Linked DNA regions of Gossypium hirsutum: region 2 is linked to region 1. A link is a contact called in public Hi-C data. All regions are on one chromosome and are shown on one strand. Each heading gives the region's core, a stretch centred on a gene start, on an enhancer-like site or on the middle of the called end of the contact. The rest is flanking DNA. Distances are from core to core; before and after follow the strand shown. Region 1 holds the start of LOC121224095 (probable receptor-like protein kinase At2g23200). Region 2 holds the start of LOC107945403 (ethylene-responsive transcription factor RAP2-10).

Evidence for each region. A called contact is a pair of places that touch in the nucleus more often than the background predicts.
Region 2: a Hi-C map of leaf shows a contact between it and region 1, with 1.8 times the contacts expected there. The contact joins the promoter of LOC107945403 here to the promoter of LOC121224095 in region 1. A contact is called at or near these places in 4 of 34 Hi-C or Micro-C datasets (all in leaf).

Annotation. Positions count from the first base shown.
Region 1 is chrD12:30,252,693-30,255,915 of Gossypium_hirsutum_v2.1, forward strand. It overlaps LOC121224095 (probable receptor-like protein kinase At2g23200), which reads right to left and starts at 1,719. Exons shown (of 1, transcript XM_041106622.1): 1 at 1-1,719. The coding sequence starts at 1,504.
Region 2 is chrD12:30,517,837-30,521,059 of Gossypium_hirsutum_v2.1, forward strand. LOC107945403 (ethylene-responsive transcription factor RAP2-10) reads left to right here and starts at 1,462. Exons shown (of 2, transcript XM_041107905.1): 1 at 1,462-2,539. The coding sequence starts at 1,857. The coding sequence ends at 2,375.

The sequences.
Region 1 (3,223 bases), core at 469-2,968:
TCAACAACTTAGCCTCGAAGTTATTGGTTGCCTCTAATATTTCAGCAAAAGGCATCTTTAACTTCAGGTTTAAGTTGGGAACAGGAGGGGGGTTGACTGATTTCGAGCTTATTCCGATATAAGGACTCGCTCCTCCAAAAGGAAGGGTACCATATGAAGGCATTGGCTCAAAAGATCTAGCTTTTCTTCGTTTCTTAAACAAGTATGTCACTACCAAACTACAAAGAACAACAAACCCAATGACTGAACCGATTATGATAAACACTGAATTCTTCCCTTTTGGCTCACTAATGTTAGGTTCCAAACCTGGTTGAGTGATGAACTCCATGATCTCGAGTCCATTCAGGTAAGCAAATCTCTCTGTAAAGCCCTCCCAAGGAACAATACTAACACTAATGAAATCAGACTCACCTGAGTCAACCACAAACTCATTGTAGAATGGAGCAGCCGTGTTGACAGAATACTGGTAAGGATCGATTTGTTGGCTGAAGTTATTGTATATAGAGACGCTGAAATTGACAGTGTTGGGTGACTTACTAAGAATGTCACAGAAATGGAGTCGGACAAGATGCTGGGCGTTCCTACTGACATTGAAATGCCAAGTAATGTTAGTAGACTTTGATGACTGCCCATCATTTAGGGCTACATTTTTGCAACCCATATAGACACGATCGGGGATAAAGTTTCGAGAGGCTGCAGTATAGTTATCAGTATCCATAGTTTCATCATCGTAGTGTAGCTTAATAGTCGATTGATAACTACAATTTTTGGCCCAATTTCGAACAACTATGTAGTCATCATCAGCTACCCATTCTGATGCAACGACTGTTGAGTCATTAATGGATGGGGATGGGCTCCCAAAAGCAACTCTATGAAGTGTTCTAAGCAACTGAGAGGGCAAACCCTGGTAAAGACCCTTACTTCCTGCAGAACTCAGATGAGTTCGGTTATCCTTTAGACTCGGAACAAGAAAAACTTCTATGGCGTTCACAAATGCAATAGATGATTGATGTGCGGGGATGAAGAAGATTCTAAACTTGGATGAACTAATAGGCACTAAGAAATCCTTAATCACAGGGACAGAAGTAGTGTTTCTTACACTGAAATTGGATAGCAGAGACTTACTTGAAGCTGAAACATTGAATAAAGCATCAGCTAGATTAGGAAAAGGAAAGAAATGAAGGCGTACCACATACAGGCCTTTGTCAGTGATATCGAGATCATAGGAAAAAGGGTGTCCTGAAAACCTTGCTGTTTGATACAGACCCGAGTCTAACGATGACTGCTGGCTGCTGTCTTTCACAGTTTTGCCATTTGTGACAGAGGAGGAGTTTGGGTTCATGTCACCAACAAATTTCCTACTGCCCAGTGGGAGGGAAGAATCAGACCCACAGTTGATGAAGTATTTTTCAGGAAAAACATAGGGTTTTGAGACAACCAAAATAGGAAACAACTGAAGAAGAAACAAAGGCAAGAGTAGGTTGAGGAACCATAGGTTTCCCATTGAAACTGGTTGATGGCCAAGAAGGTGGTTTGGTTTAGTGAAGGACAATAATGGCTAAAAAGAAAGACCTTGGGCTTGGTTGACGACTTGACTAAGATTCATGTTGTATGGATACAGTAAACTTATCCATTTTCCTTGATACGTCTATTCTGATCACGGCGTTTACTGTTCTAAAGAACCCAACGTTTTTTACTTTTCCTTAGTTCAACAACACCAGTTAGTTGGTTTATAATGAATATATTTATTAATCACGCCGGTTGATGGTTTCTTGTCGTTTTAAATCATTGACTTTTTTTAGCTGTCTTAATCCATTGCATTCAAGTCTGTTCAATAATTTCACTCATACTGCATCAAATTCTGCATTTGAAGATTTTAAGTTTGTAAAGTGTGAAGAAACATCAGATTGAGTACAACATTATCCCCAAACTTTGTATCCTTTCTGAAGGTAGAAAGTTAGAAATGGCAAATCCTCAGACCCACCACAAAGAAGAACTAGTGTAGTTTATGCGGTTCAAATGGCTCCACTCAAGTTTCCTATATCCCCCACTATATTTGCAACCCAAATGCAATGTTTTCACTCTACTGTTATTGTTGTTGCAGTAATCTCGAAAAGTACAATGCTTTTCATTCTGGATGTAAGTCTTAAAAAATTGGATTCTACTCGTATTTAAATCCCGATATATATTGAAGTGGTCTTTCCTTGAATTAAATTGCAGTGGTTGGTTGTGGGTCTTTCATGGAATTATATAGTGTAGTGGTGGGGACGGTGAGATGATAAAATAATCACGACTCTCTGCACTTCCTTTTCTCTATTAAGTTGTAAATCATTTAATAAACAAAAAATATTCATCACGCCAAATTTATGCAGCTTCTTTCTTTCCCCAAAACTTGTACAACTTTTACAAGGAAAACATATTTTAAAGTTTAAATCTAGGAATTAGGCTTGATGGTACTTTTACCCCATCAACTTTTTCTTCTTTCCCCAAAACTTGTACAACTTTTACAATGAAAACATATTTTAAAGTTTGAATCTAGGAATTAGGCTTGATGGTACTTTTACTCCCATCAACTTTTTCTTCTTTTCCCCAAAACTTGTACAACTTTTACAATGAAAACATATTTTGAAGTTTAAATCTAGGAATTAGGCTTGATGGTACTTTTAGCCCATCAAACTTTTTCTAAAAAATCAATTAAGATATTTCTCTTTTTTTCTTTCACCTAATTAAGTCTTGAATTAATAAATTTGGGTAAATAGGTCATTTAACTAATATTGATCATTATAGCACTGACGTGGCCATTAACAGTATTGACATAAAACACGACAGTTATACTACCAAATCAGCAAAAATAAAAATTCATTTATAAAAATAAAAAATTAAGTGGAATGTTTTTATTTTTTTGCTAGAATAAACTAGGTTTATTCATTCCAAAGTTTAATTTTTTAAAAACTTAAATATATATTATAAATTTTATAAATTGTAAAATATTATTAAAATTTATAAAAATATTAGATAAATTCAAAAAGTCTTGAATTTTATATTTTTAAAAAAATATTTTTTTAACATCAGATTCTTATTCTTATTATTTTATATTCGTAAACCTAATAGAACAATGAAACTGGATAATTGGAATCCCTAAATTTGTCATTATCACTTTTATTATTTGATCAGCTCTATTAGTTGAATTATGTTAACAATAAATTAATTAATATTTAATAAT
Region 2 (3,223 bases), core at 212-2,711, 260 kb after region 1:
AATTTTCGATAGATGTGACACTTTTGTAGAAAACTCGTGGCTCCATGGCTGAACAATAAGATAATGTCCATAGACCATCCAAGATCCTCCCACCAAGACCTTTTGGTTGGCAAACTTCACAAGGAAATAATTATTATCCAGATTGACAATTTTGAATTCACCAACAACTTCCCAAAGGCTTTTAATTATGTTCTCAAGTGCCCGATACCCAATTGTTCAGCCAAGAAAACGAACAATAAGCATTTGGTGCATACTCTGATCAGTTAGACCATGAACTCTTTTAGAAAAGCAAATATCTAGATAAGGGTCATCCGTTGAGATATGCACATCATCTTCATGTAGAGCTATCTCATTATCATCCAAGAACCCCTTCTGTCTTATTGTCTCCATGTGCATTTGCCATAAACTTCTCCTTAAAGATTGCCTCCTCCATTTCCAAGTCATCACTATTCACAAGTAATGGATCCTTATTCTCTACATTCTTCACAGCTCGCTCTAACTCAGCCCGTGGTAGAGAGATTTCTTTAACTTCTTTACCAACAATAAATGCTTATGGCTTGCATAAAAATTAAAACCAAAACTGATATAAATGAAAATTCGATATTAAACATTTTAGTTGACAATACAAATATAAATACACCTTCAAACAGTTAAAATGTGAAATTAAAAACCCACTGATTACAACTACAAGTTCAGTATGTTCAAGACATCCGCGTTCCACCCGTCAATTATTTATTTCTATGTTTCAGAATTCTAAAAAACTCCAATTAACAATGAAAGCTATAAATTTTAACAAACGTGCTAAAAAAAGTTTATAAACTAAAAAGTAGAAAGACAAAAAAGCCCATCCACCCATTGCGTGGAGAGAAAGTCAATTCCTAACGGTATCTATCCACCGACCGAACACCGACCTACCCTATCTCTTAGCTCTTGCTCGCCTACTCACTCCTTTAAAAACAAAATTATTATAATAAAAAGATGGCAAAACAAACAAAGATAGAATCATTATCATGAAATTGAGTTTAATTATTGATTAATTAAAAAAGGTTGAGAAAACGAAAAAGTAATTTCCTTTTTAAAACCCTTTGAAATTCACTTCACTTGCCCACAAAACGACAATTCCTCCAATCCCTCCATCACCGCCTTCCTAATCACTTAATTGTTTGCGTGATCAAGTTTTTTTTATGTATTCTTTAATTAATGATTAAAGTATACTGTAGTGTGAAATCTTAGCTAAACAAACACCTAAGGACACCGGTTTCATCTCTCTATTTTAATATGAAAGAAATGAGATTAATAAATTCTATTTTGAAAGCATCGCAATAAGAAAACAAAATCATAAACTAATATTTAAACAATAAATTAGGTGTAAAATAAGTTTGAAATCAAAGATAATAAAAGAAGATGGAAGACAATAAAATTCATATTTATATGCCAATGACAACCCCAACATGCCATGCTTTAAAGCATCCAAGTCCACGCCCCGTTTCCCTTTTTCCCCCAGTTATAACAATTACTAAGAATAATAATATTGTGTATGTTGTATTTATAACAAAATTCCCTTACTCCACATAGATTTGTGTCGGTGAATTTGGATCTTCTCTTTTATAGTTTTTTTTCCTTCTCTTTCTCTCTGCCTTTCTTTGTTTGTTCTAACATATAACTTTGTTGTGTCGGAAAAACATTACATTTCAAACACGACACAACCAAACTAACTATGTCATCTCCAACTCTCCATTCTTCTCCTCCCCCTTCATAGTTCCAGCTTTCTTCCCCTGTTCTAATAAAAACCCAAGCCTCCCGACTACACAACCCAGAGTTGAGGAACATAGGATTTCTCCAATAATTTGCAAGGCATGGAGAATGGAACAGGAGTTGTTGCTTCAAGGGAGAGTTCGAGGAAGTCCACGGCGGAGAGGCCTTACAAAGGGATAAGGATGAGGAAGTGGGGGAAATGGGTGGCTGAGATTAGGGAACCCAATAAACGGTCGAGGATTTGGTTAGGGTCTTATTCAACACCTGTTGCGGCGGCTCGAGCTTATGACACGGCGGTTTTTTACCTGCGTGGACCGTCGGCGAGGTTGAACTTTCCTGACCTTTTGGCGGGAGAGAGAGTTGGCAGCGCCGGTGGCGGCTCTCTCGGTGGGGATTTGTCAGCGGCTACTATAAGGAAAAAAGCTATTGAAGTTGGTGCTAGAGTTGATGCTCTTGAGGCAGCTCACCACCACCACCACCATCATAATCATCGTGGTCATAATTATAATCATGGTTATGACGAAGAGTTGAAGCCAAGTACAGGCGGTTTTTTACATCGGGTTGACTTGAACAAGATGCCCGACCCGGAAGATTCAGATGGTGAATGGGAAAGGAAATAGGAAGTTAAAAAAAAATTGATTGAATCATGACCCTCCAACTTTTATGATGTAATTTTTGTTCCGTCTCTTTTGGCGGCTACCCCGAGGGAAAAAAGGAAGGGGAAAAGGGAGGTGGTTGCTAAAATGCACCGGGGGCAATTCCTATCATGCACACTGTAGTGGAGGTAAGTCTAGGTTACGCTGAAAAAATGATGAAACCTTTTGTATTAATTATTAGTCGTAATGAAAAATCTTTTTGGTTTTTCTATTTAGGCAGTTTTTCTTTCATTGGTGGGATTTGACGGTGGTAAAAAATTTGACCACTGGAGAAAAAGAAAAAGGATAATTGTATATTTGGCTCTAACCTCTAATTTCTATACTTCATTTACAGGGTTTTTTTTTATTATTAATTTGGTTGTGCTTATATAGGAAGCCTCTTCACTGTGATTCAGTAAAAAAGATATATAATTACTTTGGTGTCACTCCTGTTCTTCGGGGAGAGTGGAGGGACCAGATGTGCAAGTTGAAGCGACATATAGTCTAAAGATCACTCCCCACCGGAAAAAAAAGCAAATAAAGTGAGGAAATAGATATAATTATTTTTAAAAATAATTTATAGGTTAATTATTTGTTTTATATAATATTATCTTTTTTAAAAATATATATTTTGTGATAGTATTAGATATTAGGAATGGACAAGAAGAGATGAAAAAGGGAAAATGCAGTGGCCTACACATTCGGGCAGTTAGGTGCAAATTGGCCATACTAACCACTAATGCTATAACTAGTAGAGTGATAAGATTTTGAGGTAGGTATTTTTCTGGTTCTCCACTCTGGATGTGGGACACGTGAAGCTAGAATAAAAATAA